Regions from separate parts of the Mus musculus genome. Here all the other regions are linked to region 1. The links are chromatin contacts, called in public HiCAR-type and promoter capture Hi-C maps. All regions are on one chromosome and are shown on one strand. Each heading gives the region's core, a stretch centred on a gene start, on an enhancer-like site or on the middle of the called end of the contact. The rest is flanking DNA. Distances are from core to core; before and after follow the strand shown. Region 1 holds the start of Med30 (mediator complex subunit 30). Region 2 holds the start of Tnfrsf11b (tumor necrosis factor receptor superfamily, member 11b (osteoprotegerin)). Region 3 overlaps Samd12 (sterile alpha motif domain containing 12).

Region 1 (3,639 bases), core at 300-2,799:
TGGTAGAAATCCATTTTGAGCTAATAAGGAACTGTAAGACCCAGAATGCATGTAGCCCTTAGAAACTGGAAAAGACAAGATATTGGAAAGTCCCTGGTAGTTTAGAAAAGAACACAGCCATGCCACCACCTTGAAGTTGGTTTGGGTGTCTGAGCTCTAAAAATGTTAGTTTGGGGTAATGCTTTATCAAGGCATTAGGAAAACAACAGAATGAACTGCTTCTTTGAAATTTGATTTTTCTTCCCTCTCTTTGGATATGGCAGAAGCTCCACCATTTATTCAGGTCACAAGTAGGTGCTCTCTTTATTCCTTCTTCTCCAGATGCACCCATCTATAACAACATCAGGTTCTGTAGATTTTCGCTAACAAGTCGCCCACTGAGTCCTTCACTAATTCAGATCATCTGCATCAATAACTTCAAGAGGAGGGAAGCAGCACTCACCATTCACCAGCCTCTCTCCACTGAACAGCCAGTTAAATCTGTCCTGAAGATTTCACGTTTAGATCTGTCTCCTTGAAACACTTCTATGATGTGCTTTGTCGCTCAGTCAGAGTGTCCTTACATGGTTTTAGATCCTCCATTGTTTACCTGTCTTCTATCATATTTCCCAATACTCACCATAATAAAAGCATTCCCTCAAGTGTTGGTGATGGCTTCTGGGTCTCCAAAGCTACAATTTGGGTGTAATTAGTGCTCCATTTTCATCTATTTTTAAGACCCAGATTTACTCCCTTCATCTTGTACAAGGTCCACTAAAGAGCACCCTGACGTCAGGACCTTGGGCTCTCATCCTAACACAGTCATCACAGTAATTAATGTTTATTCTCTATGAGGGCAGCTTCTACTGAACTTTTTACTATGCTATTTCTATCCTGGGCACAGCATAGTTAGGAATAGTTAGCACAGTCAAGTTAGGAGTAACTGTAATATATTGCTATATTTACATTACCATTAATGTCTTACTGTGTCTAATTTACATATTAATATTTTGTAGACATGTATGGGAAATGCAGAGAAGTATCTGGGGCTGCAATTTCAGATGTACATTGGGGAGGGATTATTACTGGAGTTTCACAATCAGAAAGTAGTGCATGTCTACAGGTGTATTACTTAGAGGAACTTGGAAAATACTCAAACAGGGAACAAAAGCAATCCTGGTGGTGGGTTTCTTGTTACCCAGAAGCGTACAAGAACAGAAATCATGTTTTCTGACTTTGAACAGAAGATTGCCAGTGCAACAACTAGTTCAAGCCCTCTGAACCTGCATCCTATCTGTAATTAGACATGTCTCATAGGTTTGTTATGAGAAAGAATGCTCTGCAAGAACCCAACAGAAGCAGAGAACCAGCCAGACACACAACTTAGGGCACAGACAGAACTCTGGGAAAGCCCACCCCATCTATCACTGGTACCGCCCCCTGGGCAGAACTCTACTTCTGATTGGGTAATTTCCTGTCTGTCTTACCGTTCCCAACTGCGGAGCCCAATCGCGTCAGGCTCCGCGAGGCGCCAGTCTTCCGGTACAGCGCTTGCATCGCGGCGGGCGGAAGTGGCGCCGCTTTTTTGAAATCGGCCGAGTGGGCTCGCGCCGGACCCGAGCCGCCGGGGGTGCCATGTCCACCCCTCCGCTGGCGCCCACGGGCATGGCGTCCGGGCCCTTCGGCGGCCCGCAGGCTCAGCAGGCCGCGCGCGAGGTCAACACGGCCACGCTGTGCCGCATCGGGCAGGAGACCGTGCAGGACATCGTGTACCGCACCATGGAGATCTTCCAGCTGCTCAGGAACATGCAGGTGGGCGCCTGGGGTGACAGAGCTGGTGAAAGCGGGCCTCCGCGGGCGACCTCAGGGTGGCCGGGTCGCCTCTACACCCCAGGTCCTCAGCGTGTATCCCCTTGCCCTGAGAGGCCGCAGGTGTGGAGGTCCCACCTCCTCCTTACCCCATACCTGGAAGACCTCAGGCTGGCCATCCTGCTTTACACCCTTGGTTCCCAGTATGTGTCTGTCTCACGCCCTGGAAAACCCTCAGGCATGGACACACCCCCTTATACCCAAAGTCCCCACCGTGCATCTATCTCTTGCTCAGGGTTACGACGGGTGGACACCCCGTTATGCCAATGTCCCCAGCATGAGTCTGCCATCTGACATGAGCGATTCCAGACATGGTCACCCCTATTTTCCCCAGAACTGTTACCCAGCATGCGTCTCTCCCCCACCCCAGGCGACTCCTATACTAGCTATGCTCATTACCGCTAGAAGTGTCACAAGCATATCTGTCCCCCAACCCCATCGTGCTTTTCAAAGTTCAAATGGATCACGCTGTACTTGCTTTTTAAAATTACTTTAAAAATTTTAGAGCAAAATTTCTCCTGAAGGAGATGCCCCGAAGCTGAAGAATTCAGACAATAGTGTAACCCCTTTCTAGACTTAACTAGACTACAGTAAGCTGTGCAAATGTAAAGTTATGGCATATGTTTAGGAATATACTTGTGACCTTATCATAGTTGCAAGAGTGAAAACAAGTGTTATCCAAGAAGTTTCCTTGCATCCCGTGGCATGTTTGCCTCCATCCCCAGGGAGCCAGTGTTAGTGTTTTTCCAGTTGTATGTGATAAGAATCACATAGCATGTGAGCTCTATTGGTCCAGGTTCTTTCAGCATATACTTATGTTATTTTTTTCTCTTGCTAATTTGTTGAGTGACTACGTGGCAGCCTTTGCATTCGTTCATCTGTATGAACGAATTTGTAAATAATGACAAAAATTTTTTAATGGATTTTTTTGTATGGGAATGTGTTTCAGTTGATTTCAGAGTGGAATAGCTGAATTATGTATGTATGTGTGTGTGTGTGTGTGTGTGTAATTTTTTTAATGTGTCTGATCTATTTGAATCTCCATCTCTGAGGGTCCTTGTTTACCTCTGCTTTATCGTCATTTGTTACTGTTGTCTCTCTTTACTTTCCCAGGTACTTAAGTCGGCCACTCATTTCTTTTCTTCTTGAGGAGCAGAGGGTTTATCATTTTGAGGGCATCCTACTTGTTGATTTGTTCATCCATAGTTCTTGCTTTTGGTATCAAACTTAAAATTTAAAAAGCAATGGATGTTTCCTGTGGAAGTTTTGCTCTTTGAATCTCTCCTTGTGTTTATCTCCTGGCTAGATTCTGAAGGGATGATATGGGCAATCCGTTTGGGTCTAAGTTCATCTTTTGGCTCCAGATTGTGACAGTACCATTTGTTAGTCGTTCTTAGAGCTTGCTTATCCTCACATTACAAGATGCAGAAAGCATCTTTGTTCTACTCCTGAGGAGCCTGTGGGTCAGCGAAGTAAACTGACTGCCCCAAAGCTACTCAGCATAGTATAATTGATGCCATATCTGGAGCCTGTTAACATCTTTTACTTCTATGGGTGCCTGTCTTAGTCAGGGTTTCTATTCCTGCACAAACATCATGACCAAGAAGCAAGTTGGGGAGGAAAGGGTTTATTCAGCTTACACTTCCATGCTGCTGTTCATCACCAAAGGAAGTCAGGACTGGAACTCAAGCAGGTCAGGAAGCAGGAGCTGATGTAGAGGCCACGGAGGGATGTTACTTACTGGCTTGCCTCACCTGGCTTGCTCAGCCTGCTCTCTTATAGAACCAAGAC
Region 2 (3,639 bases), core at 831-3,330, 1.6 Mb after region 1:
AGGCCATAGAAACATGGAATACAGGAGAGTCAGCAAAGCAAACTGTTCTGTATATCCAACACTAGTGATGTATCTCTGAGATCTTTGAAAAGACCCAATGTGAAAACTACATGAAGTTCATAATAAAGTTTAATTACATGCCAAACCTGTTTGTGCTATCTATTATTCTGACTATGAACACAGTAGTAAAAAGGGAGGGATGCACGGACCTTTATGGGAGGTACTGATATGTAATTGTAGCACTTTCTGCCAGCTCATGGGTGCTCAATTTGATAAAGGCACTTAGGCACTACCACCTGTGCAAAGCACTCTATGCTCTTTCCTCTTTTGAGACTTCCATTCATTTGTTGTGTGTCAGTGCAGATACACATGTGCCAGAGTGTGTCAGTGGAAATCAGAGGATGCCCGTCAGGAGCCAGGTCTCTCCTTCCACACAGGTTTTCAAGGATTGAGTTCACAATGATTGGTTGTAAGTGCCTTTACCCATGGAGCCATCTCACTGTCTCTAAAAATTGCACTTCTTAAAAAGTTCTTCTTAGTGGAACTGGAGGGATGGCTCAGCAAGAGCACTGGCTGCTCTTCCAGAGACTCGGGTTTCATTCCCATCACCGACATGGCAGCTCACAACTGTCTGTAACTCCGGTTCTAAGGGACTTGATGCCCTCCTCTGGCCTCAGTTAGCATCAGATGCACAAGCAGTACACAGACATACATGCAAGGGAACCACATATACACCTAAAATAAAGTAAAATTAGAAAATTCTCCATATGTCCATATTAGTGGATATATGTAATATATATGTATATACATGTATACATATCTGCATATGTACACATGAAGTTGGCATATGTATGTATACTCTCCTGTCCACTTTTTCCTAAGTGACTTTGGTATTACATATGATTGTCTGTGTGTCCCTGAAGCTCAGGGAAAGACTACATAGTTTTTAATTCTCACTATGTGAGCAGGAGGATGAAATTGAAACACTGACTCTAGTGCATTCCAGACAGAGAAATCACTCAAAGACAGACTTCTCTGTCTGATTTGTAACTTCATGTGTTTCACAGGCTACTGATGTGAAGGAAACAAATTTGGGGCATGGAAAAAACTTGTCTATAAACCTAAATAACAATTTGCCAAATGCCTGAGCCAATAAAAGAGATTCCTTTATTTTCCAAACAACGTTTCAAAACAGGTTTGAACCATCTTTCTTTATAGTTGAACTGATCTGGTTGTTTAACTATATTCTACAACGTAATAATCATTAGTCTGTTCATATTTTTCACACTACTGAAGTTGAGAACTAGACTAATAGAACTTTAGTAAAACAGCAAATTGCACAGAAAAATAAGAGAATATTTTCTGTATTGCCCACAACCCATATGTAAGTTAGGCTAATGTTGTTTCAGACTATCCTCTCCATCCAAACTTTTCTACAGAAGTTTCAAAAAAGTCTGGCCTCTCTTTCCAACACCTGCAGTAATAAAAAAGTTCGGTGAAGCGAAGGTATGGTGTTCCACATAAGAACATAAGTAAGTAAATAAATAAGGTAAATAAAATGAATAAAAACCAAGCAAAAAAGTCTTTAAAAAGGCCTCTCTCCGTGTCCCTCTCCCATCTGCATAAACTCAGCTGGAACTTTTCATGAAAAAGCCATTCACTCTTCAGGGCAGCCTGCTGCTGTAGCTAGAAAGAGGCTTCGTGTTCCAACCAAACCCCAGCTCCCTCCTGAGGTAGCCGGGCTTGGTCCCCATCAGCAGGAGGGGAGGTCCCGAGCCCAGGTGGTCAGCAGCCTCCTGCCCACGACTTACCACCAGGAGTGCGCAGCACAGCCACTTGTTCATTGTGGTCCTCGGGAAACCTCAGGAGGCAGCCGCTGGGTCAGTGCTAGGTGCGTCTCTGCAGCCCAGGCAATCATGACGTTTTATATAAGGTCGGGGCAACAGGAAGTATGCCCTGCCTTTGATCTATTAGTCTCTGTCTGGACAAACCTTGTTCCTTTTTAGGAACCTTGGGAGCTAGTGGTGGGGCTTTGGGACACTCCGGGGTTAACGCTTTAGGAGCCGGAGTGGGAGGATCCTGCGCGGAGGCGTGGGACAAGGGAAGGGAATGACTGATTTCTGCAGGGGGAGAGAGAGGGGGAAGGAAGAAGAAAAGAAGGAGAAAGCCACCGCTGAGCTGAAGAACAAGGCAGCAGCTGTCCCGCTGCCTCTGGGAGTTCCGAAGCTTTTTCTGCCAGCGGCTAGCCTCAGGGCAGCTGTGACCTGTGGTGAGAGGCTGAGTACACTTGGGGGAGCCGCTGGGCAGCCTCCAGGCTCTGGCTCCTCTACCCGAGGTTTCAACTTCAGCAGCCTATTGCCACATGTCTCAGTCACTGTACCCTTTCTGGGAGAAGGCTGAGGTTTTCGTTTGGCCTATTATCTAAACTCCTTCCCAAAGATTCTGTAGCTCCCCAAATAATCCCTCTCGCGTAGGGATGGCATTGTCCTCAAAAACGACTGAGAGTTTGTAGTCGTTAACATGCAAAGTGTCCTGGGCCCGTTAAAGAATTTATTTGTCCAACTCATATTTACCTGGGTTGTCAGAAGCTAGGGAGAACCAGAAGAATAAATTCTTTGTACCTGGAGTAGGAAAACCTTACAAGCATCGCTTCCCTTCCCAGCATCCTCTTTCATAAAGGGTTGTTGGCTCCTTAGAGTCCTAACCACTAAGCTTCTGGTCAAACGCCTCTTCACCCATTAAGTTGCCTCTTCACTGCCCTCTGCTGTTGGCACGTTTAAAGATTTGCAAAATAAGGTTCTTCTCCCACCCATCAGCCGTCTCACTGGTTAGAAGTCACTGTTTCCAAATTGAATTCCCATTCCAAGATGCCATAGGCAACTCTCAAGTCAGCTGTAGGTGGTCACTCAAACCTGCATATAATGTGATGCTTACAGCGTGATTACTCCTTGCAGAACTGGCTTCTCTATCAGGAGCTGGGTTAGTGAGATGTCTCCTGAGTAGGGCAAATTCTTCTGTCAACAAGAGGAGCTCCACCTCTTCACAGCACGATGGATCTCATGCTATCATGAGTTCAAAGTAGTTCACTCCATCAAGACATTTTGGAGGAAGGAAAAGCTGCATGATTCTATACTAGTCTCCTGTGTTTTAGTTTCTACTGCAACAACAGTGTGATAACAACACTTACCATCCAAATAAACCTAAATGTTAACTTTCAAGCCCTGTGTAAGTGGCAGAGCTATTATTTCTGTTCAGGAATAGTTGTCTGGGATATTAGCTGAAAACATTTTTCTCAAAATGTAACGTGATGTCAGGGTGCAGTAGTGGCAAAACCTAGAATCATTTGGAAAAGCAGCTGCAATGAGAGATTGATTATCTACACAGAATTGGCCTGTGGGTCTGTTTGTAGGGCACTGCCTTAATAAATAGATGTGGGAAGACTCAGCCCATTGTGGGCAGAACCATTCCCTAGGCAAGGTGTCTTGAGCTAGAAGTGCAGAAATAAAGATACAAACAAGCAAGTACACGTGCATGCATTCTTTTCTCTCAGCTCTTGGCTCTGGATGTGATGTGACAAATTTGAAGTCCCTACCCTAACTTTTCCACAATACTGGGTTATAACATGGAGTTATAAATTTA
Region 3 (3,639 bases), core at 655-3,154, 1.0 Mb after region 1:
AAAAAGCAACTGAATAACGTAATGAACTGAGATGACTTTCATTCAATCAGTGATCTTAGGCATGGCATGTTATTCAGCAGTAGGCTTCCGGTCCATTCCTGCCTGCTTTCCCTGTGGTATCCTGAGCTCACGTGGCTCCTTAATCAAACATGGCTGCTTCTGCCTACTACCCTTCTGCATCCATTTTTCTCCTTCTATTTGAAACCATATGGACTGTTTTCCTCATTCTGATTGGAGAGGAGAACTTTGGGCTTCAAGAACACCAATGAATACATGGGTTTAAAGCTGTTGTTGTTTGGATGCTGATGTTAAATCTTTTTCTTGGCCCACCAAGGCATTCTTTCCTTCACATGATCAAAAACACTAGAATTTGAGAGCTTTTAGACAGAGATGCACTTTGTTGCATGCTTCACAACTCAGCACCTCTGTATCTGGCTCTCCCCTACTCTAAAACTTTCCCCTCAGATTAGCTGAATGAGTTTATAGCTGACACATCATTACCCTGAAACTCCTGCAAGTTTCTTTCAAGTACAGCTAATCAAATTTTTTGAAGACTCCTATAAACCAGTCAGAGAAGACTGTAAATTAGGACAGGGAAGGCAGGAGACGAAGTTGCTTATACATCAATACATTAAACTTCCTTATCTTGAAAGGTCATCCTTTAACTTGCTTATTCCCTAAGGAACAGAGGACTCGAGCCCATCAGCCTAGCTTCAGAGGATAATTTACCCAAATGTGTCAAGTCAACTCAGAATGGATCTTCAACAGCCCTTCATTGGGCTATAATCTTAGCTATATTCTTTATCAGAAACTCGGTGGTTCTAAAGCTAATTAATACCCAAGGAGACCCCTTATTTTTCCTTCACACTATCTTCTATTACAATTAATTGTGAATTTGGTGACGTATGCCTTGAAATAAGTAAACCTGAGCTTAAGATATGTAAACATAAACAAATTAAATGAAGGGTGAGGTTGAGTTTCTCTTACTAAAATACAGTGTCATCTCTCTCTAACCAGTGGTGATCCAAAGTCATGACCCTATTTATCAGCGACACTTACCCATGCCTTTATTATGTTATTAGTCTGCTACACGTTAGCTTTTCAAGATGTAGCATTAAGGAGTCATCATGACAACAATCTCCGTTTTGCTCTAGTTTTTAGATTTACTCTCTCTCCAACTCTTTTCTATAGCACCAAGACGGTCCCCAGTCACATCTCCCTGCAGCAGCATCATTCCTTCTATTTCAACAGCAATCAGGTTTTGAGAGTAAATACCTTAAGCTGTTGCCCTTGAAGAGCCGAACCTTTACTTCTCTGTGTGAATTGGAACAAGCTTAATCTATTACCATGCATGAGATTAGCATATTGCCCTCTGCAGCAAATAGGAACAGAACTGCATGGGTGTTCATCCTTCCCCATCCCCCTTCCCTTTGCCGTCCTGTGTCCACACTCTTCTTTGTATCCATGATCATTTCCTCATTTTTAAAATAGCTGCCATGTCTTCTTTTCCCCTCACAGTAGGAGCCTAAACCAAAGTAATAGTAGTCCAAAGAGCTGAGAGTGGGGGTGGGTGGGTAAGGGGGACTTTTGGTATAGCATTGGAAATGTAAATGAGCTAAATACCTAATAAAAAATGGAAAAAAAAAAAAGAATTTCCTATTTTCTAGGAACAGTAAACTAATAGAAAAAAAGTTCTGCCCAAAGGCAACCATTAAAAAAACATTTACCCCAGTGCTTCTTCTGTATGTTCAGCTCTACCACATCAGTCCTTGGTTTACAACCCCAGAGACAATTTTGGTTTGTTTTGCTGCCCTGAAAAAGGCCTGAGGCAGTTTATTATCTTAACCTCTGTGCATTGTGATACGAAGCAGGATCCCAGACATTTCCTGTCTAAACTAGTTCTGCTCTTTATATCGACAAAATGAAAATGTGTTTCAGACACTTTTACTTTCTCTTTTACAGGAAGACTCTATGCAAGACTCATATCCTCAAGAGAAAGATTGTTTGCAAATGATTATTTTTTTTTGCAAAGGATTCTTATTTGATTTCAATACAATCATTTCAGCTATGTTTTATAGTAATTTATAATGTGTGTTTAGCCTAACAGAGTGTGAACACAGGAAGGCAAAGGGATAGAGGGCAGGACAAGAATGAGACACCCATGCAGGTCCCACTCCTACCTTCTGCAGAGGGCAATGCCCTAATCTCATGTATGGGGATAGATTCAGTCTGCTGTTCCAATTCACACAGAGAATTAAAGGGTCAGCTATTTAAGGGCATCAGCTTATGGTATTTACTCTCAAAACCTGATTGCTGTTGGGATGGAGATATGACTAAGGACCATCTTGTGCTACAGAAGAGAAGGGGAGACAGAGCAAATCTAAAAACTAGAGCAAACTGGGGATTGTTGTCATTATGACTCCTTAATGCTACACTTTGACAAGCTAATATGGAGTAGACTAATAACAATTTCACAATGCAACTTTGGCTACAGATCAGCCAATAAATAGGGTCTTGACTTTTTATCACCATTGATTACCGAGATATGCAACAGTGTATTTGAATAGTAGGAACTCAGCCCCACCCTCTATTTCAGTTTATGTAGTAAATTTCAAGCTTGCCAAGCTAAAGATGAAGCTTTTCTCCTAAGCAGTTAAACAATTAACTGGTTTAAATAAACTTAGTATTGAAGGAACATATTAGAAAGTGCCTTTACAGGCAGATTTCATTTTTTAATTTAGCTACCCTTATCTTTTTGTGCAATACAAATGCTCTCTTAATTTACTTGCTTTTGATTTATAAGAGAACACTGTTACTACTAAGATGTAATTACTGTGTGAAGTCTCTACTGGATGAGTTTGTATGAGGCTTAATTGTTGACTGTGAAAGATCGTAGACCTTAGTTCTTTCCTAACCATTCCTAAGACAAAGTGAGACTCACAAGACAACTACCAGAAAGTGTAGATAGGATATCAGCATCATTCTAAATCAGTTTGGAAACTGTAGGAGCTTCCTTCTTTGACTTTCCTGTAGTGTTCTGTATTACTTACTACTTCTCTATTTCTGTGATAAGACACCAAAAGCAAGGCAGAGGGGAGAGAGAGAGAGAGAGAGAGAGAGAGAGAGAGAGAGAGAGAGAGAGAGAGAGCTTATTTTGGGTTTATAGTTCCAAAGGGTGAGTTTGTGACCATCGTGATAGAAAGCATGGCAGGAAGCAGGCATCACAGCCTTGGATCAGTCACTTACATCTTGTAACATGACCATGGGATACAGAGAGCACACTGGGAATAGTGTGGGCTTCTGGAATATCAAAACCGTTTCTAGTGATACACTTCCTCAAACAAGGACACAGCTCCAAATCTTTCCCAATGATCTTCTCTATCAACAAACAGATGACCAAGGATTCAAAAACCTAAGTCTATAGGGGGCCATTCTTATTCAAACCAACATATAACTTTACTTTAACTCCTGTCCTCTTTAGCTGACTGCTCTTGTGTGATCATACTCAAGATTGCAGAAAAAAGAAAGAAGAGAGGGGGAGAAGGAAACACACATTTATATATAATAAACTGTCAATGCCTGCTTTAGAGACTTTAAATGCTCATTTATTCAGAAAACAGTCTCTAAATATGAAAAAGA

Evidence for each region. Promoter capture Hi-C pulls out the DNA fragments that hold promoters and counts their contacts. HiCAR-type assays count read pairs that join an accessible place to other places.
Region 2: a HiCAR-type map of astrocytes shows a contact between it and region 1, with 2.4 times the contacts expected there. The contact joins the promoter of Tnfrsf11b here to the promoter of Med30 in region 1. A contact is called at or near these places in 1 of 39 promoter capture datasets (hippocampal neurons) and 2 of 115 datasets of contacts at active chromatin or transcription factors (astrocytes and stem cell-derived neural progenitor cells).
Region 3: a promoter capture Hi-C map of second pharyngeal arch cranial neural crest shows a contact between it and region 1, with 7 times the contacts expected there. The contact joins the enhancer-like site here to the promoter of Med30 in region 1. A contact is called at or near these places in 8 of 39 promoter capture datasets (the 3T3-L1 cell line, 3T3-L1-derived adipocytes, the C10 cell line and 5 more), 1 of 484 Hi-C or Micro-C datasets (bone marrow-derived macrophages), 3 of 115 datasets of contacts at active chromatin or transcription factors (astrocytes, large pre-B cells and stem cell-derived neural progenitor cells) and 2 of 9 other capture datasets (adipose tissue and liver).

Annotation. Positions count from the first base shown.
Region 1 is chr15:52,710,896-52,714,534 of GRCm38.p6, forward strand. It overlaps Med30 (mediator complex subunit 30), which reads left to right and starts at 1,550. Exons shown (of 4, transcript NM_027212.2): 1 at 1,550-1,791. The coding sequence starts at 1,615.
Region 2 is chr15:54,276,404-54,280,042 of GRCm38.p6, forward strand. It overlaps Tnfrsf11b (tumor necrosis factor receptor superfamily, member 11b (osteoprotegerin)), which reads right to left and starts at 2,081. Exons shown (of 5, transcript NM_008764.3): 1 at 1,812-2,081. The coding sequence starts at 1,844.
Region 3 is chr15:53,722,432-53,726,070 of GRCm38.p6, forward strand. The region is part of intron 2 of Samd12 (sterile alpha motif domain containing 12); the gene reads right to left. Among named protein-coding and RNA genes, the nearest start is that of Mir28c, 110 kb to the left of the region's middle. Within about 2 kb of position 1,905, at least 55 of the 459 cell types and tissues checked have an H3K27ac peak or open chromatin away from gene starts, as enhancers often do. A contact at or near this core is called in second pharyngeal arch cranial neural crest, where this site is marked.